4 separate regions of the Mus musculus genome follow, and regions 1, 3 and 4 are each linked to region 2. The links are chromatin contacts, called in public promoter capture Hi-C maps. All regions are on one chromosome and are shown on one strand. The core of a region is the stretch at or near the end of the contact, and the rest is flanking DNA. Distances in the headings are between cores, read along the strand shown. Region 1 holds the start of Shprh (SNF2 histone linker PHD RING helicase). Region 2 holds the start of Ginm1 (glycoprotein integral membrane 1). Region 3 holds the start of Fbxo30 (F-box protein 30). Region 4 holds the start of Zbtb2 (zinc finger and BTB domain containing 2).

The links. Promoter capture Hi-C pulls out the DNA fragments that hold promoters and counts their contacts.
Region 1: a contact with region 2 is called in a promoter capture Hi-C map of pre-B cells. The contact joins the promoter of Shprh here to the promoter of Ginm1 in region 2. A contact is called at or near these places in 2 of 39 promoter capture datasets (liver and pre-B cells).
Region 3: a contact with region 2 is called in a promoter capture Hi-C map of liver, with 7 times the contacts expected there. The contact joins the promoter of Fbxo30 here to the promoter of Ginm1 in region 2. A contact is called at or near these places in 2 of 39 promoter capture datasets (liver and pre-B cells).
Region 4: a promoter capture Hi-C map of pre-B cells shows a contact between it and region 2, with 4 times the contacts expected there. The contact joins the promoter of Zbtb2 here to the promoter of Ginm1 in region 2. A contact is called at or near these places in 2 of 39 promoter capture datasets (cranial neural crest and pre-B cells).

The regions. Positions count from the first base shown.
Region 1 is chr10:11,147,733-11,153,049 of GRCm38.p6, reverse strand. It overlaps Shprh (SNF2 histone linker PHD RING helicase), which reads right to left and starts at 3,620. Exons shown (of 30, transcript NM_001077707.1): 1 at 3,464-3,620; 2 at 782-1,437. The coding sequence starts at 1,399.
Region 2 is chr10:7,777,545-7,783,048 of GRCm38.p6, reverse strand. It overlaps Ginm1 (glycoprotein integral membrane 1), which reads left to right and starts at 2,132. Exons shown (of 8, transcript NM_001346750.1): 1 at 2,132-2,288; 2 at 3,687-3,746; 3 at 5,179-5,275. The coding sequence starts at 2,175.
Region 3 is chr10:11,278,568-11,284,082 of GRCm38.p6, reverse strand. Fbxo30 (F-box protein 30) reads right to left here and starts at 2,753. Exons shown (of 3, transcript NM_027968.3): 1 at 2,583-2,753.
Region 4 is chr10:4,386,436-4,391,658 of GRCm38.p6, reverse strand. It overlaps Zbtb2 (zinc finger and BTB domain containing 2), which reads left to right and starts at 3,551. Exons shown (of 3, transcript NM_001033466.3): 1 at 3,551-3,814.

The DNA of each region.
Region 1 (5,317 bases), core at 2,371-4,870, 3.4 Mb before region 2:
CTACATCTAGTTCCAAAGGCAAACATGAGAAGACTTGCTTCCAGGTAGCTAGGACTAGGGTTTTAAAGCCCACACCCACAGTGACACACCTACTCCAACAAGGTCACACCTCCTAATAATGCCACTCCCTGGACCAAGCATATACAAACCATCACAAGTAGCCAAAAGAAAAAAGAAAATAGATACACTGGGCAAGGATATGTAGTACCATGCCTGGGACTTAAAAACCTTCTCTATGCATCCATGCATTCTTTCTGAATGGACTATCAGAGATGGGGAAGAGGAAACCAAAAAAAGCACAGACAGAAGGACAGAATATGTTTGGGAGACAAATTTTGGAATTTCAGGAACCAAATAAAAAAATAGTGACAAAGGGTAAAATTCATGACATATGATAGCAAGTTGTTAAGTCAGAATAGCAAGGTTACACTTAAGTTTTACAATCAGGAAATTAAGTCACATTTCAAATACACCATTTCTGAAACAAAATAGATGAAAGATTTGAAAATAGAAGGTATTATAATGCAAGATGGTGAGAACCAAAGCAGTTAACAGAGCACAGAGGCAGGAAGAGAAAACCAGGAGAGTCTCCTTAGGGAAGCACAGCCTGGCTAGTTGGGACTGGCAGGAAGACACAGTTTTACAGTTACTTAAAGCCCCATACAAAGTTATTCTTTGAAACTTAATAACGGGGGCTTACTGCTGGGTTTTGAGACTTTCAAAGTTAACATCAATGAATTACCAGTGTAGAACCTTACACAACACCACAGACCCTGAGTACCTTGATTGTGTGAGTGCCGTCTGGTCTCTGGTAGAGTTTTATTCCTCTTCTCTTCTGTAGCCAGGCCAAATCCTGTAACATGTCACTACTGAAGGAGGATTCCACTCGGATTCCCTTGCTACAAACACCGGCTGATCCTTCAAGAACATTTTCTTGTTTCTCTACATTTTTACATTCTGAATGAACATAGATCAGGAACTGACTGCTTGACTCTGAAGGACTCAATGTAAAAGTCCTTTCAGAAAAATGTTCAACTAAACTCTCTTTGGGGAGAAGCTGAAGAGCAAAATCTCCCAGAAATGCTTTCCAAGAATTATCCACACGATAGGGAGAAACTGTAACATTCAAAGTCACAGACAAACGGGTCTCTTCCTCGGTGGCCTCTAAGACGCTCACAGTCTCTGAACGCCTCTTCTTATCTCTGTGAAGTGCACTCTCAGGAGGGCCTTCATCGATGATGATGCAATCAGAAGAAGAGTCTGCATCTGAACAGGCCTGTTCCCCGACCGTCATGGTGAGCGGCTCACTCCTCAGGTCCTCATGCATGTTCCAGTGAAGCTGCTGTTGCCTTTCTTCATCGACCTTCATCGGGGGAGCACGTTTCCTTCGGCTGCTCATTTTCACGCTTCCACTTTCTTGATAAGTAAATGTGAATTCTAAATGACAAATGGAATAGTTGGTGTGAGGCAGGATAAAGACAGGAAAACTAAGAGAATAGAGTCCATACAGTCAAGTCTGGTTAAAGCCTCTGGCTAACTGCAAATCTAGACTCCAGGAAAATTAACAATGTACATCTGCTGTGAAGGTTACCAACACTGAGGTGATATATCTTTTATGAGGAAATAGTTCCAAACAAAAACATAAACATTGCAATATTCAGGCTTACAGCCCTAATGTGCACAAACCTAGGCTGGGCCTCACTCCTCTACTGGATATTTTCTAGGACTCTCACACACAAGACTCTGACTTTCATTCACAGTGAAAATATCCTCATTTCATGAAGCACATCCTAACCCAGTTCCTTATCTTAACAATAACCCTGTGATACTAGGCACATTCCTCAGTAGCCCTTACACAAAACTTAAGTCTGTTATATAATGTGAACTCTTCAAAATAGGTAAATTGATAAGAAGACTTAAGTCAAGTAATAGCTGCTGTGCTTTGGCTATAAAAGCTCCTCACAGATTACATGTCAGAACTGAGATGGGGCCTAGGAGTAGGGAGTCCGATGCTGGTTGCTGAGCCTGGGGGACCAGTCTTGTTTCCTATCCTGTCTGTTTTCTTATCTACCCAGGTGTGAGCAACAAGGTGTGACCAAGCTGCTGCAACAAGAACACCCCACTGTGTCTTCCCATCAGAAGGGATTGGTAATTGGTCACCTCAAGGACAAAACTAACAGGTAAGAAACACTTTAACCATGATCTCATGTATCAAATGCTGTGACAGTTTCACTCATGTTTGGTAGAAATTTTCAGTTAAGAAACAATCCCATTAAAGAAGACAAATTATAATACTATACTTGATGGCCAACAACTAGGAAGACAAACCTCTCACTACATCAGAAATAAATGCCTGTCTCACATGTTAGTTGTATTTAACCCCACACCACTGCTCTTTTAATTCCAATGAGCTTGACAATCCCAAAGCGTTAACAAAACTTCGATCGATCCTTATACAGAGGAGGGAAGAACACACACACACACACACACACACACACACACACACTAGTTTTATGGATTAACAGTGTGATTGGCAGGGAGTATCACTATTCAAAGGTTTGGACCAATTGGAATAGGTGTGGCCTTGTTGCAGTAAGTGTGTGACTGCAAGAGCTGCCTGGAAGCCAGTATTCTGCTAGCAGGCTTCAGATGAAGATGTGGAGTTCTAAGCATCTTCTGCACCATGCCTGCCTGGATGCTGCCATGCTCCCACCTTGATGACAATGGACTGAACCTCAGAACCTGTAAGCCAGTGCCAATTAAATGTCATCCTTTATAAGACTTGCCTTGGTCATGGTGTCTATTCACGGGAGTAAAACCCTAACTGAGACAAAGAGTAAAAGCTTAGACAAAGAATAAAGTGGTGTTAGCGATCATGGGACCTAGGCAAATACAGGAGCAAAGGCAAACACGTAGGAGAAAAACATAGACTTGCCATGATAAATTCAAGCCAAGTGGATTAAAAGGCACCACGGTGAAAAGGCAAGACTGTAAACAATACCGTTCCTCCCACAGGGTACCTTAACCAGAAACCAACATCTTCGTTCACCAACCTAGCGCTACCTGCAGCGTCAAAGTGCACACAATGCACAGGAGCCAGGGCGCTTCTGCAGGCGACTGTAATGCTTGAGAGTTTGCCAGCCTAACTTGGCGGCCTCTGCATCCCTCCCAGCTACCTGTCGTCCCACGCACCGCCAGCCTGCAAGGCAAGTTATCCTCGAAGAAGGAGCCGGAGGGACAGCTCGTGACAGGGCCTCAGCACGCAAGCGTGGGCAGCAAGCACCCGTCCCACGCGAGAAGGGCTCGGCCCACGTCCGGGCTGGGGCCGAGCCGCGGGGCCTCGCAGGGCCGATCACTCCGGATCCCGGAGCTGCGCAGGAGCCCTCGGAGTTTCCCTGACGCGCAGAGCCAGCCTCCCTCCGCCGCGACTCTAACCCCAGAGCCCGCACGCACCCTCACCTACCTCAGCCGCTCTGCAGGCACCTGTCGCCGGGCCCGGCCCTCCTCGCAGGCTGCAGATCCCGGGCCCACAGTCGCCACACTCACCTGCGGGAGTTGCGCATGCGCGCTGCACGCTGGGTGAAGCCTGGCACCCAGGCCGGAAGCCGCCAGCGCCAGCTGAGGAGGCCAGCAGGAGCGCTCGCTCCAGGCGAACGCGCAGGACCAGTCGGGACGCTCCGCCCCTCTTTCCGGTGTTGGCTTCAAAAAGCACCTCTGCGCATGTCCCGTCCCTGAGGTCCCGGTAGAAGACGGTTTAAGTCTCGCGGTGGTTGTGCCTCTCTCTTTTCCCCGCCTCCCGTGGCTTTAGCAAATGCAGGATGGGCGGGGCCCGAAAGAAGGGGCGGGACCTCTTGCCAGAGAGGGCGGGGCTCTTTGCCAGAGCGGTAGGCTTGATGTGAGTTGTGGTTTTCATAAAAAGGCAGAAAGTTACATAAAACGGAATTCACGATGCTGAGCAATTATAATACCCAAACAAATATACAATTAATCCACTAAACCAAAAGAATTCGATCTGCTAAGGAAAAAAAAAAAAAAAAAAAAAAAAGGCAGAGACGATGTCTTCAAAAGGAACTGAGAAAAATGAAGCCAGAGAGAAATTTATTCTTGCCAAGAAAATTACTAAGGCTTTAAATGTTTAAACGTTTTAAGAGAAAAAAAATTATACAGCTATGCTGAAGCAGGCCTCCCAGTATCTTTTCCAAAGGGAGAATTCTATCTTCAGTAGACATAAAAGTCTCTCCTCTGAGGATTTCAATAGTGTGTTTACCAAGTGCTTTGTATGTCCTTCGAATTTTTTTCTGTGGAGTAATTTTTTTTTTTGTTTGTTTGTTTGGTTGTTTTGTAATCACCAGAGCTAATTCCAGGGGAGGAAAAGGTTCGCTTGTTATTTGGCTTTCTGGAAATTCCCTGTTGTGAGACATCTGTTCATGAAAATACTGTGTCTTACCACCTAGTAGATGGTAAATAATCTAATGATAGTACAGACAGGAGAACCGACTTATTGGACACACTCAGATCTTACACGTGAATCCCCACTTTTCATATAACTCAGCTGCCTTGTTTGGAAACAATACAGGTGTGTTGTATCATGTCTAAGCTAGGCTTGGATCCAGTCCATAGTGATAAATATTGCAATTAAGAAAATTTTAATTTTTTTTTCTGGTTTCTGTGTTGTGGTCCAGTAAGTATACATCATGTCTAAACAGAGTATAAATATCAAAATGTTTAAATATTTTGACTGAATTCTCAGCACAGTACCTTTCTCTTGATAGAGGATTTGCTTTGAAGCTGATGGCTGCTCAGTCAAGCTCCTGGCTGGCAGAAGAGGAGGCACCTATAGAAACGTGTTAAAAATAAACACAAGTTCTGGTTTGCAAAGAAAGAGATCACTACTCTATCCGACAAGGCTGAGCCACACAATATGGGTGCTCAGAGCTGAACTCAGATCTTGTGCAAGAGAAGAGTGATCTCATAACCTCTGAGCTCACTCTCCGCTATCTCCCTAGAATGTATTTCTTAAACAAAAAGATGTAACAACCAAAGTGACTCCTTGCTCCATGGCCATGAAAAGAATATCAATCTCACTAGACACCTGCACTGAAGCTTTGGGGTAACTAGGTACATTAACCTAGAAGCAATAATTTGAAAATAATGTATATATTTTTAATTTTCTGAGCAGTGTATCTCAACAATGAGCTCAAAATATTCGGTGAAAACACTTATTAAGCAGATAATCTGCCATCAAGGGGGACGTGCAATACACTTTTTAAGAGCCACAGAACCTTTACAGCTTTAGTATTTACCTCCAACCTAAAGT
Region 2 (5,504 bases), core at 883-3,382:
ATGTGGCTGTGCTTTACCAGAAAACCCCCAGCTAAACAGTAATATTCTAGACTGCTACAGTGTCTCCAGCAGAGCTCATGCATTTAGTAGTCACAGTTCAGCAATTTCATTTCCTGGATTTACCATCTGCTGATTATGAAGGAGGGGGGATCCATCCTTAATGACCTACTAATATCTGAGAGCTACCTAGCAGTTTACTGTACCCTAGAAGTAAGGCATATGGCAGAGGTAGTAGGAGAAAATGGCTTCAAAAGCTGAAAAAAAAAATCCTTTCTATGGCAAAGGTTTTATTTCAAAGAAAAACTAAATACATTTCTTTAAAAAAAAAGATTTATTTTATGTATATGAGCACACTGTAACTGTACAGATGGTTGTGAGCCACCATGTGGTTGTTGGGATTTGAACTCAGGACCTTTGGAAGAGCAGTTGGTGCTCTTAACCACTGAGCCATCTGACCAGCCCCCTAAATAAATTTCTTATTCTACCTAACAGGCCATACATACAACTACGTGTCAATCGGTATGCAATCCTGTATTAAGAAAACTCCTTCCCCGGGGGAGCTGTGAGCATCTACCCCTACTTCTAAGGTCTATGACAAACCAAAATATAATCCCACCAGCATTCGCCCAGGAAGTCCTTGGGTTTATTGGGCTTACTCATGTGAGGGGTTAGTAACAGAAGTGTGGGGACCCCAGGGCAATGGTGGGAAATCACCACGGCTGAGGGCTTCTCAGTAACCTCCTGGCTGGGGTCCGGTCTCCTACTCTTCCCCAGCCAATATGCTCCAGCCCCTCCCTGAAGTTCAGTGCGATTAGGACAGAATTGTTTTCCAGCTGGCCTCACGACCTGAGTTGGATCCCCGTAAGCCACATGGCAGAAGCGGAGAACTGGCCCCCGGATGTTGTCCTCTCACGTCCACATGACACCTTGCTCCACAATAAATACAAGCTAAAGGGTTAGAAAAAGGGTTTGGAAAGGCGGCTCAGCGGTTAAGGCCCCTTATTGCTCTTACAAAGGACTGGGGTTTGATTCTCAGCACCCACATGGTGGTTTACAACTCATTTACATAAAATTTTAAAAATTAACAGGTTAAAGAAAGGTCTACACCTTCATTTCATAGGTTAGGAAAGTAATGGAGCAGAATGTGGAGACATGTGAACCGGGCTTCATTTGGTGGCATTTTCTCTCGACGCCAAAAGTACAGTGGGACATTTAAGGTAAGGGCCAGGTCCTCAGCCCTGACCCATGACAAATTATCACTTTCCCAGCTCTAGTGCAATCTAATCGAATCAGATACTTGGGGCTGTACGGAGGCCCAGTACTTCATAAACTTTTTAAAGTCTCACCTGGCCGGGCAGTGGTGGCGCACGCCTTTAATCCCAGCACGTGGGAGGCAGAGGCAGGTGGATTTCTGAGTTCGAGGCCAGCCTGCTCTACAAAGTGAGTTCCAGGACAGCCAGGGCTATACAGAGAAACCCTGTCTCGAAAAACAAAAACAAAACAAACAAACAAAAGTCTCACCTGTAGCCAGAGGTGGCAATTTATGAGTCAGTAGGAATGGTGGTGTTTGCCTGTAATCTCAACACTCAGGAGGCAGAGGCAGGAGAATTGTCACAAGTTGAATGTCAGCTTGGTGTAGATAGAGGGTTCTGGAGCTGCATAGTGAGAGCCAGTGAAAAAGCGGGTACCTCTCCAAGTGCTAAATTTTTATTTATCATTCCTGACATTTTATAAGACACTAGTTGTTTCATTTTTTTGTAAGTATATCGACATATTGATACTAATGAAAAAGTACCATCAAGGTTGAGGTGAGAGGGTGGCACACTTCTGTAATTCCAGCAGGATCAGTAAGTAGTTCAAAGCTAGCCTAGGCTACTGTTTCGAGATCCTGTTTCGAAAGAGAAAACAAAATCACACTCCAAAAGTAAAGGCTTCGTAAAGAATTGCACTTGTTTGGAGAAAACCCCTTTCTCATCTCAAACTCCCGGAGGACGCTCACAAAGTTGGCTCCGCCCATAGACGTCAAAGGCCTGCGCAGCCCCAGCAGCTCGGTCGACCCGCCCCATTTGGGAGGGGTCGGTCCCGCCCCCCAGCCCCTCCCCTCCCCTAGGCCCCGCCCCGCCCCGGACCGCCACGCCCTCACCTCCCGCCGCGCCGGGCCGGTGTTGTCCAAGATGGAGGGCGGCCTGTCGGCGCCGCTGTCCGTCCGGTTGTTGCTGTTCATAGCGCTGCCAGCCGCGGGATGGCTGACCACCAACGCGCCCAGGCCGCCGTCCACAGCCCCGCAGGTAGGGCTGGGCGTCCGCAACAAGCCGCTCCTCTGCCTGGACCTCCGGGAGCCCGGGCGGGGTGACGCTGCCCCCTCCCGCAGGTGGACAGCCGAGAGTGCGGGGCTGGACCGGGTCTGGCCGCCGGGAGAGAAAGGGGGGGCTTTCCCGGATGCCGGGTGGGGTGGGTCCCCCGAAAGGGAACGCAAGGAAGGCGTGCAGGCGTCCTTGAAAGTGTGGTCAAGACTGCGGCCATCGAACTTGAGTTTCCTAGCGCCTCTCGAATCGGTTCGGATCCTGCCAGGTTTTGCTGTCGAAAATGCGTGATCGCTAGTGACTTCGGTCGTTTGTAATGGCTCCTTCCTGGGTTAGCGCCCGGTCCTGGGCCCTGAAGATGTTTGTGTTGCCCAATTAGCAATTTTCCAGGCCACCTGTGTCTGCTCGGCCGCGACCAGGAGGGAGTGCCTTTCTTGGTCTCGGGGCCACTCGGGCTAGCGACTGAGGGAGGCTGAAGGTCTATCGCTTCCCGGATGGGCTTTTTATTGGATGTGTGTTTGTGTGTGTGTGTGTGTGTGTGTGTGTGTGTGTGTGTGTGTGGTCGTGGGGGTGGGGTGGGTGGGAGGAGCAGTCCTTTCCTGCGTGATGGGTCGGAGATGAGTTTCTTCAACATCCCAGGGGAACGAGATTCAACCGCTCTAAGGTCACAAGTCTTTCAGATTCCTGGCTTACTGTGAGAACCCTGCCATTGCAAAATGCCAGCCCATGATTTACTCTTGTTGCCACATTGGCCTTCTTCAGTATAGTAGGAGAAAGTTTAGAGATTATAAAATTCGAGTTTTCCCCAAATGACAAGAAACTTATGTGGTAGGAACACACTAAAGACAGAAGTGACTGTCATGATAAATGTCACTTTTTATGTTTAAAACTTTACTTGTTGTGTATATGTGGTGTTGGATCGGGAACTTACACCAATGGAGGTCACAGGATAACCTTGTGGATTCAGTGTTTCCCATGGTCCTGTTTTGCAACAAGTGCTTTTATAACTCTTGAGCCATCTCCAGCTCTTTATTCTGCTTATAATGTTTTAGAATTATGCTAGAACTCTTCTTTTGAATACAGAAATCACAAAGCAGTAGCAACAACCTTGCAACTCTCAAGCACACTTGTATATGAAATTGTAGTTGAGCCGCAATTTCTTCTGGGTAAAATAGCAACTGTGCGGACAAGCACCCGGAAACCAAATAAATACTGGGTGATTGTAAAGTTATAGAGATATGGACTTATTTCCTCTCTTTTAGAATTTTGGAGATTCTTCATCATCTCTTCTGAATCCAAGAAATATTTGAACTTGCCCGCACAGTCAGTTTATTTTCAATATGTAAAGTGAGTATCTGTCCAACCTATACCTTTGTTTTGTAGAATGGCATCCAAATCAATGTAACTACCCTGAGCAAGAGTGGGGAAGAGTCTGAAGAACAGGTTTGTCTTCTTTTGATTATATTTTTACTATAATATTTAGCCAGAAAGTTTTACTGATTGTATTAGTCCATTTTCTGTTATTACATTGCAATGCCCAAGGCAGGCTACTACATATAAATACATGAAATCTATGCCAGGCTATATGAGGCTAGGCGTAGCACTTCATTCCTGTAATCCCAGCACTTTGGAGGCTGAGGCAGAAAGGGCTTACCTCAAATTAAAGTCAGCCTGTGCTTCTTAAGTAGCGAGACTGTCTTAAGAAACCCAAAACCAAGGACGGGAAGGATGGCTCAGTGGTTAAGAGCAGTGACTGCTCTTGTAGAAGATCCAGGTTGGATTCCCAACGTCCCCAAATGGCAGTTTATAACCATCTATAGCTGACCTAGACCAGCAGGTCATTCTCCAGTGACAGGCTGCTGAGGGGATGAGAAGATAAAGAAGATAGAAAAGTAGGGATCAGGGGGCTTGCATAAGCTATGTCTTATGTCAAGCAAGCTTACGATAGATATACAGTGTCTAGTGTGTAGTTTTATGGGAAAAATGGTACTGAGTCAGTAAAAGTCTGCTATACTGTGGGAATAAGTCAGCAGGAAGTGATTCAAGCAGTTCTACACAAGGGGGGAGGGTACTGGATATCTCAAGGGTGTCAGAGGATGGGGTTGGGACACACAACGTAGCCCCTTAGGGTGGGAAGTGTTGGGTTCTCAAAGATCAGAATCTGTAGCTGTCCCAAGGTCCTGGCTCCAGGCCATACTGACTCTGCCAAGCAGGCTCAAGGGTTAGAGACAGTTTAGAAGAATGTTTTTGCTATACATCAGGGCCTCAGGGAAAGCCTTAGATCAGCCTAGCCTTCAACATGTATCTTCACTTCCAGGGAAGCAGCACCCTGTTTTCCTCTTAGGCACTACACACACGGTGCACAGACACGCATGCAGGCAAAGCATCTATACAAATAAAATAAAAATATATAACTTATTAAAAAAACCAAATCAAACAAAACAAAAGCCCTAAATAAAACCAAAAGGGCTTTTGATGTTTTGCTTTTAGCTTAGTTATGGAGGCTCAAGGACATAGTGCTGGTGTTGGTTGTCTTTGGTCTTATGGCAAATGGTACCAGAGTGATAGGAGCTAACAGGAGGACAAATTTATTTTGCCAGATACCAGATAAGAGAGACTGGGATCCCACAGTGCCTTTGAAGACATTGTCCTAGGGATTAGACATCTACCACTAAGCTTTGTATCTTAGAGGGCTCCCTTCCCCCAAACATCACCACTTGGAGAGAGACCAAGCTTCCAACACATGGGTCTTTGAGGGGCAGAGCCAAACTATAACACCTGCTACACACATAGTTAGATGATGTATTTTTGATATGAAGAGTTTGTGGTCATTTATAAACCATTGAAATTAATGTATATGCTGCTTTATTTCAAGGTTGTTCTTAACATAACCTATGAGCGTGGACAGGTATATGTAAATGACTTACCTGTAAATAGTGGTGTAACCCGAATAAGCTGTCAGACTTTGATAGGTGAGTACTATTGAATTGTTTCCAACATTACTGTGTCTTTAATAATATTAAATTAGTTCTGATGTGAAGTGGGACCTTAAAGTGATACATTGTTTCTATAGTAGTAGCTAAGGCATTAAAACTCGTTGATTATTGAGATGCTGTGTACTTATTCCTTCTTGGGACTGGCCTTTAGTTACTGGTAGGTTAGAAGTGTAACTAGCATAGAAGTGGTAGATTAGCATAGGTG
Region 3 (5,515 bases), core at 1,504-4,003, 3.5 Mb before region 2:
GCAGGCGGTAGGAACTCGAGCAGAAGCCATGAGGGAATGCTGCTTTTTTGCTTGCTCACTGTCCGATGCTCAGCTAGCTTTCCTAAATAGTCCAGGGCCATCTACCTAGGGATGGGACTGCCCACAGAGGGCTAGGTCCTCCTACATCAATTAAAGACAGTCCAGCACCGACAGCCTCACAGGCCAGAATGACCTAGGCAATTCCTCAATTGAGGCTTCTTCTCTCAGACTCAAGGTTTTGTCAACTTGACAACTGAGGCTAACCAGGCACATGGCTAAACAAGTTATATTCTAATTATTTTATTAAACTTTGCTTCTGGTTTTATATAAAAATGAGCTAACGAGATGGAAATTTATGTTCATGTTCTTATCCCTCCAGATGTAATATAATCAAAACAAACAGCTGTCATTTCTAAACCTGGTCATGGTTAAAAATTTTTAAATAAAAGTTTTAACTACTCACAATTTTCTCCCCTAAATACACAAATGAAAAAAAAATCATGGACTTGGATCAGAAATTAAATGATACTCAGATGAGAACCTATTTAAATGAATACATAGATGGAACCAGATCTAGTCAAGCGGCAGGAAGGACTCAGTCTAAGATGGCAAGAAGAGGCTTCCAGGAAGCCTCAGCTTTTGACTTTGAGGCAATTATTGGACCTAGAAAGCAATACTGAATTTCTGAAAGTTTATTACAGTTATTTCTGTGTTCAACAGTAAATATAGTTACTCACAAATGGAGTCACTCTGCTTTACACAATAGCCAGATTTATATACAACTACTTTTAAATGTTACTTAAATTTATAAAGTTTACTGTTATATGAGGAACCACTCTACCCAGTGCTAACATTAACCATTCTGTTAAAAAAAAAAAAAAAAAAAAAAAAAGACAAACCAAAAAAAAACAAAAAACAAAAACAAAAAACCCAACCTATTTTGTTTAAAAAAAAAAAAAAACCCACATTTTGAGGGAGGTGTATTCAGACTAACATTTTCCTATTCATATAGGAACTACTTCAAGCTGACCCTCTTCTATCCCATCGTAACTAATATGAAATGTAATATTTATTCAGCCTTTTAAACTTACAATTCTTATCACTGAATACATAAATGCAAAAATATTCTCCAGGAAAATGCCCAGCAAGAGTAATTCCTTTTATTAAATAAACAGCAGTTTTAAAATCTTATTTAGAAGATTATCCAAGCGTTAGATTTTAGAAACATGCTATATCAAACAGTAAACACATTAACTAAAGCCTGTTTGTCTGCCCTTAAAGCACCTCTCAAGCCATATGGGAAGTGTTAGCAATTATTTTATGCAATATTACTTTTAAAAGAATATTTTATTTAAGTATTTTATATTTTAAGACAAAAAATAAACAAAAAACCCTTTAAACCTAAATCTAAACATTCAGAAATATTAGAGTTCCAGTTTTCTTATATCATTCATAAAACACCTACTATTTCTAGAATCACACACACACACACACAAAAGCTTATGTCCCTATGTTAAGTATCGGGTATAAACTGGTGATCTAAGAAGTTAGCAAAACATGTTGTCCTCAACTAAACTACTACAGCAAGAAACAGTGACTAAGCATAAAGAAGAGTGATTCAACGAAACTGTATGCTTTAGAAAAATCAAACAGGGATACTTCATGGTATCCTTTGTCTCTTTGTCAGTCAACACAGGATTGTTTGGGAAAACTAACATAAAAGCGTGCAGAGCGTGTTAATGTAACTTACTTTGCCTGAAATTTAGCAGGGAACAAATAAAAAAAAGAACCTCAGAAACTTTTTGAGACTTCGTTTTAAAAACGTTAACCCTCTTTGATACCAGAATGCCCGTAAATAACTTCATCTTGGATCACAGTCAACAAAGCAATCATGGAAGAAAAGGTCAATTCCTTCCCAAGCATCTATTTTATCCGGGATTTACCACGGGACTCAAAGAAGGGAGAGGGGAGCAGGAGAAACGCGGCAAACACAGGCCTCCGTCGAGGTTAAAATGTAATCCCCGAGTGACTTTGAATCCGCCGTGCGTTCCCTGTCCTGCTTCCAATCTGGGACTCCACGAGCTGGAACCCAGGAACTTGGGGGGGGGGGGGGTGATCCCTAAGTCTCGCTTTAACCAGGGCCACAGCTAAGCCTCCGCGCCTCTCACTTCCATGAATGGAAAAGTTACCAACTTCGCTTATCCCGCGGAGACACTTGGAGATGCCTCGCCGTCCTTTAACCCGTTTGCGCCCAAACTCCTCAAGTCCCTACGAGGCAGAGGGTGCGAGCCACGCATTCCGGGGTCCCCCGGGGCTCCTCTGCGCTCAGTGGGGGTGGGGGCGGAGGTGGGGGTCTCACCCGGTTCCGCGTCCCCGGGGGTCGGGGCGCCATTTGCCGGGAGCCTCAAGGGCAGGCCACACGGGCGGCCGGGCGCGACCCGGACGGGGCCAGCCGGACGGAAGCCTCTGAACTGCGCCGACTCCACCGGCCCCGCCGCCCCCGGGGCCCGCGCCGTCCGGGCCGCTGCCCGCCCGCCCGCCCGCGTCCCCGCGCCAGCCTCCCGCGGCCTCGCCACACTCACCAGCCCGCGCGGGCCGAAGCGCCGCTCAAACCCTGGCTTCTCTGGCCTTAGCGCCCGGCGGCTCCGCAGCGTCCCCGCACCGGACCGGACCACGCACGGGGCCCGTCCCGTCCCAATCCTCTGCGCCTCCGCCCTGCCCGGACCGCCGCCTTTTCTCCTCGGCCTCCAACCGCCACCGCCCTCCTCGCGCGCCCCGCCCCGCCCCGCTGCGCCCCGCCCCCCGGCCCGGCAGCGGGTGAGCGGGCACGCGCACGCACAGCGGGCGAGGATGCGCACGCTGTCCTGTGCCGGTCAGGCCGAGCGCAGAGAACCCACGGGGCAGCCTCTCCCTTGGTGCTCCCTGCCGGGTCCGCCTTTCGCGCCTTTGCTTTTTGTTTGTTTTTGGAAGGACTCTCCGAGCCCCTGTGGCACTGTGGAGGACGCAGGCCCAGGAGCGCGACCCGTCCTCCTAGCGCGCACTCGCAGGAAATAGGTCAGCCCCCGTTGTCGGTGGTAACTGCCACCACCTCACGTGCCCGAGCCCTGTGACTCGGTGACCGCTCTGCTCTGTGACCCGTTTCCCCTTGTAAGGGCTCTGCTGCTCGTCAGCCCGCGGCGGGCGGCTTCGGTGGGGCGAGCCACGCGGCCTCCAGAGGGCGCGGCGCGGCTTCTGGGAAACGTCTTAGGGCCGGAGCTTTCCCGTGGCCATCCAGGGCTACACACCCCGCGTGTAGGCGTCCCCGTTACTACCGCCAGGCCCGGGCGTGAGGCTGAGGGACGGTGATGTCACCGACGCCCACCCCGTCTGGAGGCCTCCTGCCAACTCCCACCTCAAAGCCACCGTGAAGGAGCCTTGGCCCTGGCTGGCGGAGGGGCGGAGGTGAGAAAACCCCCTTGGGTGGCCGTTCTGGTGACTGCAGTTTTACTCCCCAGCTGTTGGAAACGGTGGCTCACGAGAGTCACCGTCCTTCACCTTAAAAACCAGCACTTTCATACAACTACACAAAACCCTGGGGAGCTTAAGACTGAGCACACTGTAAAGGTCAGGGGTTTGGTTTGGTTTAATGAAGACATTCAGATTTTTGAAATATTTAGTGCTTATATGTGGGGTGCTTAGGACGCTGTATTTTTTTTTTTTTTTTTTTTTTTTTTTTTTTTTGCCTGCTTTGGCTGTAGGAGGTAGGCGCTTTTCGGTCAGCCCAGAGCGTGAGACCCAAAGGGGCCAGGTAAGAAAAGTGAAGCAGACAGATGAAATGGTGGGAGAGTTGCTTGTGCATGACAGGTGGTCGCGATTGAGTCACACATCCTTCCATTACATCCCCTTCCGCAAAATAAGGGGACTGCGGCAGGGAATCCCAAAGGCTCTCTACAGCTTCAACATTCCCATACTGATTGATTGTACTTTGGGGCTTTCTGCCTCTCTAAATCACCTAGTTGACACTAGGTCATCTCCCACCTCAAGCTGAGTAGGAGTCAGGGCAAACAGAAGCCTCTGCTCTTCCATAAGTGGCAACCAGAGACTACCAGGAATCAAAGGTCTTCAAAGATGTCCTCGGAAGTATATGTGGACTTTGGGCTAGACTTGTGGAACAAAACTACCATTTATGTGGCTTAGCCACCCAGAAAGCAACAGGTACTTTGGCAATTTAAAATAAACAAATAAGCAGTAGCAGGTTTGACCTGTCTGCTCTCTTTAAAGAGAGGAGCACAACCCCCCTACCACGTTCTTAAATTAGTCTTGCATCGGCTTAGGAAGAATACGTACCCTATTTTTTTTCTAGAGGTCAATTTCATGGTGGGATGCTATAAAAACTATGGGACGGGAAGGTTGGTAAAGTTTTTGCTGAGCAAGCAAGAGAACCTGAGTTCCATCCCCAGCAGCTATGTAAAAAGCCAGGTGGAGTGGTGGTTATGAGTGCTTCCCAGGGCCCTTTCTCAAAAAGTAGGTTAGATGGTTCCTGAGGAATGGACCTAGGGTTGGTCCTTGGCTTCACATACATACACAAAACTAGCTAAAATAAGACCACAGTCATAAAGCCTGCAGGCAAGACTGAACTATAAGAGATAGGAGTTTTCAGAGAAAATTGAATTGGCTAAACAAATCCTGACAAATTGTTTTTCCATTTATTCAGTGTCAAGGCTAATAGCACCTTTAATTTGAAAAGGTTTTCTTGCCCAGTTAGACCACCAGCCTGTATTTGGAAAGCCTGAGGCTAAAGCAATGGAAAAGTCAAGAGTAAAATTTAAGTCATGTGCTAATTAAGGAAAGCACCTTTGGCTAGAGACAAGTGTGAGTGGGTAAAGGCAGATTTGCGGCTGTGAAGCCATGAGAGAATAGGCATTACTAACCGGGATAGTAATACTAACTGGGATTAGTATTAGATATTAATACCCAGCATCTAATATTCACCAGGTATAATTATGTTTCTAATACACATTCATTTGAAGTACAAAAAATATAATTGCAATTTACAAGAAGCCTCCCAAGGACAAACTTTATAGCCTCAAGTCAACCTTCGTAGTTTTAAATAAGTAATCAAAGCAATTTGAATCCTGTGGAAAATAGAAGATCCAGGTTTTGTCTATATGAACCACAGACCTCTTAAACCATATTCTAAAGAAGAATATGTATATATCAGTGATCCATGTTTTTAGTTAATAAGATTAAACTTATCTGTACAGTATCTAGCATACAGAATATGTATGCACTCAATAAATGAATGATTTTACCCTGCCCCACTCCCAAGCTCAGCCTGCAAAGTGTTGCATTTCAGGTGACTAGCGTTTGGTGGTACTCAAGTCTGGGGGTGAGGAAATAAACAGGTAGACTCAGGTGGAGTTGATAGTTATTCTTTCATCTGTCTAAAACTGTGTAACTGTATAGTAACTGTGCTTGGTAAGGAGGTCGAAAATTTTTCATGCAGAAACAAATTAATATACATTAAACAGGAGAA
Region 4 (5,223 bases), core at 2,302-4,801, 3.4 Mb after region 2:
CCATCAATTTTACAGATAACATGCATCTTTCATTCTGGCACTAGGGAAGAAAAGCCAAAGGGCCCAACAATCCAGAGAACATGGCAAGTTCCAGGCCCACCTGGGCTATATGAGACCCTTCTCAAAAAATAATAAAAAGGGCTGGAAAGACAGCTCAGGTTAGGAGTGCAGACTCCTCTTGCAAACAACAACTCAGTTCCCAGCACCCACAGCAAGTAGCTAACTACTATTCCCTAACTTAAGCTCCAGAGATTTGACACCTCAGACTTCAGTGAGCGCACAAAAAACAAACATAGAGAATTTAAGATGTGGCTCAGCAGGGCAGAGTCGCCTGTGCAAGCCTAATGACCTGAGTTTGATCCTCACAACCCTACAGAGCCCTAAATGTGGATGGACCCGAAGCATTCCTCTGCTTTCCAAACATGGGCTGCAGCACACCCCCATGCATGCCACACAGTATTTTTAAAAGGCATTCATTCCTTAGCATTTCAGTGAGTTCTCACAGATTTGCATGCCCTTAACTACTGCGGCTCTCTGAAGCATAGGGAATTCATCTCGAAGGACAGTGATGTAACCAACCCCTAACTGGTAGGTAGTTCCTAACACTTCTATGATACAGCCAATGAAATAAATATAACAGTCTTAAAATTACTTGGTTTTGTGTCTGCTCTATTTGTGGGGTTTGTTGTTTTTTGTTTTAAGACTGGATCTTGTTCTGTAACCCTGACTGGCCTCAAACCCACAGCAACGCTGCTGCCTCAACCTGACAGCTGATTACAGGTATGTGCCATATTTGGCTAAAATGTATCTTTCCCAACATATGTTTATTATATAACAGAGGGCATGAGACAGGCATGCTAGCATAGCCTTTTGATCCCTGCACTCAGGAAGCAGAAGCAGATCTCTAAGTTCAAGGCCAGCTGGGTCTACACAGTCCATTCCAGGACGTTCAGGACCATACAGAAAGACCCCATCTCAAAGCACTAAAGGGCATGGCATGCCACATACACTCTGAAGTCCAACATGCAAAAGCATACCATTGTCCTAATTTAAGAGGTTACTCAACAGGACACCCTTCATGACATCTAGTGGAAGGCAGCACTGGATTCTAGTCACCTTTATGACCAAGCTCTTCCTGTTAACTTTTCTTACCAATGTCTAAAGGAAATTCTACCTCCAACCTTAGCACACACAATTCACCAAGTTTTCACCAAAACCATGGGTTTAAAGGGTAAGTACTGAACTACTAATTTTTTTGTTCACTGTCCCTGTCACACTGGAACTATTCTCTTCAAAACATGCAAATAAATGCCTGGTTTTATGGCAGTATCTCTGCACAACAGAAACCAAATCTTTAATCTACATACAAGACTCCACAGAATACTCATAACTTTTTTTTCCTGATAAATCCACTCAGATTGTTAGTATTGTTTAAAATAAAACTAGTTTGAGCTCCCAATTTACTAGATGTATTTTCAAAATACCAAATCAGCAATAAACTGACAAGTTTCTATCCAACTTGGGGCAGGCATGACTCTGTGTCAAGCAGACTTCCTAGAGAGGGAAGGAGTGTCCTTGGCATTGTCCTGGCCTGCACTAACTGATCCTTCTCTGCAAGGGCTGCTCTTCCCTAGCCTTCCCATGTGAACGCTTCCACTTAGACACGGTAGGAGAAAACACACGGAGCCCATACAGTCCCCTTAAGCTACTAAGCCACAATGGGGACTAAAAACCCAAATACCCTGCACATCTGGTGAGTCAAGCAGGCTGGCCTATGACTTCAAACTAGCTAGCAGCAAAACAGCCCAGTTCCAATCTGAGCAGCAGCTCCTATGGAGACCAAGATGCTCTAGACAACATATTGCTCCAGCAGGTCCTGAGGGAACAGGGATATGTGCTCTTAGCACAAGTCTTTAGAACCAGAGTAAGAGCTTACCACCAGGTTGTTTCTGTGAAACTGTTACAAAGTGCTGACAAACTATTCCTTAAGACTCAGAGAGATGGTATGTGGTACACCCTTATAATCTAATCCCAGCATCCCAAAGGAAATAGAATTGTGACAAGTTCCAAAGCAGCCAAGAGTTGCATAGCTTTTGACATTCTGTCTCAAAGACGTCCTTCCATCAAACCACCTTCACAAAGAACTCCACAATCTCAACTTGAAAGAACGAAGAACCTAAAAACCTTAACCATGACTCTCTCTACACAACAAATCACATTCATGTTGGTCTCTTTCTAAAGGAAATAGAGCATTCCAGTGTGAAGGACAGCACTGCTGTTTTACTGATAATGCCCTAGAACTCGCAGGTCACGGTCAGGACTCGTTTGTGGACGCAGACGTTTAAGCACTCTACAAGCCATTCATCTAGCTGATCAAAGGCTAGGAAAGTTCAAGGCAGGTATCCACGGGATCTGTTACTCACACTGGGCAACACTACAGCTACACAGATGTTTACATCCTCGAAGAAATTAGTCATCAGTAGGTGTACATACAACTGGATTGCTAAGCACACTCACTCGAGGTTTCTAGGACGCACAGTCAGTGTACAGCATTGTGCTAGGAGTCTGACTTTCAAAACCAAACGGGTTTGGCATCAAGGTCCTTACAGACTTCTGTGCTGGCAAGCCAAGTGTTAGCTGCCAGCACTTATTTACAAACAAGCGTAAAATCTAAGCTATGTAAAGTAAACCACTAACTCAAGCACGCAAAAGGGATAAAACTGTACTACCTGAAGCACAACTTCTAGCAAAAGGGAAACATAAAAGGTCAACTTTAAACCCTTAAGAAGGTTCAATCAGGGCATTCCAATTCCCCCGCCATGTTACCTGTTTCAGAATCTCCCTTTAACACACCCCACAGGATGGCAACTCTTGACTCTACTCCACTAGATCCTCAAGAGACCAAAAGTCAACCAGAGTATCGTCCTGTCCAAATGCACACAGCGCAAAGCACCACAAAGCTTAACGCGCAGGGAAGTATCCCACTCAATCCTAACGGAAACAGCTTAGCCTACAAGTCGCCTATGCAACGCAGCAAGCACCTCGACCTCGCAACACAGGACATGCAACGATAGCTACTTCTGTATGACTTTCAGCCAGCACCGATCAACAACAGCCCAACTCCGTATCTTCGGACGAATAGCTAACCCGGAGCAGTCCAAGGACAAAGGCAGAGAGAGCCAAGAGATGTCAAGCATCTCTTGACAGGAGAACGGGCATGCGTCTCCCTCTGCACCCCTGAAAAGACCGTCTGCAGCGGCAGGACTGGTCCTACCTAAACACTCTGTAAACAAGGGGGCCGGGCCGCCAGCCTCCGGGCCCGGCCGCTGAGAAGTTTCCTCGCCTCAGCTGCACATGGCTTGCAGAACTTTGGCTGGGGCCGCGAGCCCAGGCTGGGTGGAAGCCGCAGCGCCGAGCTGCAGGCGGCGGCAGCAGCGGCGGCGGCGGCGGCGACGGCGGCAGAGCAGCAGGAGGCGGAGGCGGGCGGGCAGGGGGGAGGGGAGCGGCTGGGGGGGCGGAGGGGCTCTTGCCGCCACTGCTCTCTCGCCGCCTCTCCCCCCCGGCGGGAGCCGCTCTCAGCCGCTTTGCACTAGTCGCTCCGCTCTCTCGGTCATGTGACCTTAACGTAACCGGACAGGAAAAGCCCCGCCGCCGCCGCCCGCCGCCGCGCCGGAGACACCGACCGCGGCGGCAGCAGCAAGCAGCAGCAGCAGCAGCAACGCGGGGCAGAGGCGGCGGCGGGGACAGTTAGGCCAGGCCGCCCGGCTCTGCCTCCCCTCTCACGCCCCGCCGCGGCCGCCCGCACCGGCGACAGGTAAGCGCGCACCGCCACCGCGTCCCGGGGCCCACGTGCCGCCCCCGGCCCGGGCTCCGGGAAGCAGCAGGGAGGGGCGGGAGCCGCCGGAGCTCGCAAACGGTTCCGGCAGCGGCCGTGGCAACAAAGGCGACGAATGACTCCCGGTCCCGGGGCTCCCGGCGAAGGCAGGCGGCGGGCCCTAGCGCGCGGGGCGCCGGGGCGGGGGCGGCCCCGGCGGGGCGGGGGCGGCGACGGCGCCAGGCGCCGGGGCCCTAGCCGCCTGACAAAACCATCCAGGCAGCCGGGCGGCGGCGAGTCGCGGCCGCTCCATCCGGGGCTTCGCAGGAGGGGGAGGGGACGGAAGCCGAGAGGGCGGGCGCAAGGGGAGGGGGCGCTCCGCGTTCCGGTCCTAGTCGCCGGTGTCTGCTGCCCGCCGCGGCCAAGGGCGTCCGGAGCGGGCGGCTGCCGGTGAGCGGTCCCGCGCCGGAGCCCCGCCAGGTGGGCCCATCAGGTGCGTACTCGGCCGTCGCCTCCCGCCGGGGTTGTTGTCTTCGCCGCCTCGGCGGCCAGGCCGCGAGCTGCGGAAGTGGGTTTGGGGGAGGGGAGGCAGCAGGGAGGGGGAGGGGAGGGATCCGGTCGGACCGGAGCAGGCCCGGCCTCTCTGGCGCGTCTCCCAGCTGCAGCGGCTCCTACAGCTGCTGTCGCTACTGCTACGGCTCCGCCTCCCGCTCGCGGGCGGGGGCGCGCACGCGCGCTTCCGGCCTCGGGTCTCGCGCTGTCTGAGGCTCTCGCGCGCGCTGCTCCCCTCCCCTCCCCCCTCCCGCCCCTCCACCACGCCCCTGGCGCCGGGGCCGTGGCGCCGGCCGGGGCGGTGCGCGCGCGAGGCGTAGGCGTCGGCATTGTGTTGGGCGCCGCGGGACTCGGGGCGCGGGCGCGCGGGCGCGGGCGCGGGCGCGAGCGTGCGGGGCCTAAGGGAGGGGCGAGCGAGCGAGCGAGCGGCGCGACCAGAGTGCGTTGCTCCCCCTCCCCTGGGCCCCTGGGGCGGACCCGGACGCCGCTCCGCCCGCTCCGCCCCCTCCCTTGCGGGGCGGGGCCAAGGCCTCCTGGGCGGGTCTTCGCTGCCTAGGGCTGCAGCCGGAGCGGTCGCGCCCTCCTCTGCCTGTTGGGCCAGGCTGGGAGAGTCTGTGCCGGGGAGTTAGGGGTTTGGGTTGCTGCAGGCGTTAAGCACAAGCTCCCAGACCGTTCGTTCACAGATCAGAGTGCATGCACAATTGAAAGCTGTGTAGGGTGCAAGCTTTCTGTTGCTTTTAGCTGGTAGTGGGTTATAAAGACTCCTGCAAATTAGATCCCGCAGCCGAGCAGTAAGAGGAAAAAATCTTGTGCCTGACAGGCTATTTGCTGCGAGAACTTCCCACCCAACTTCTCGA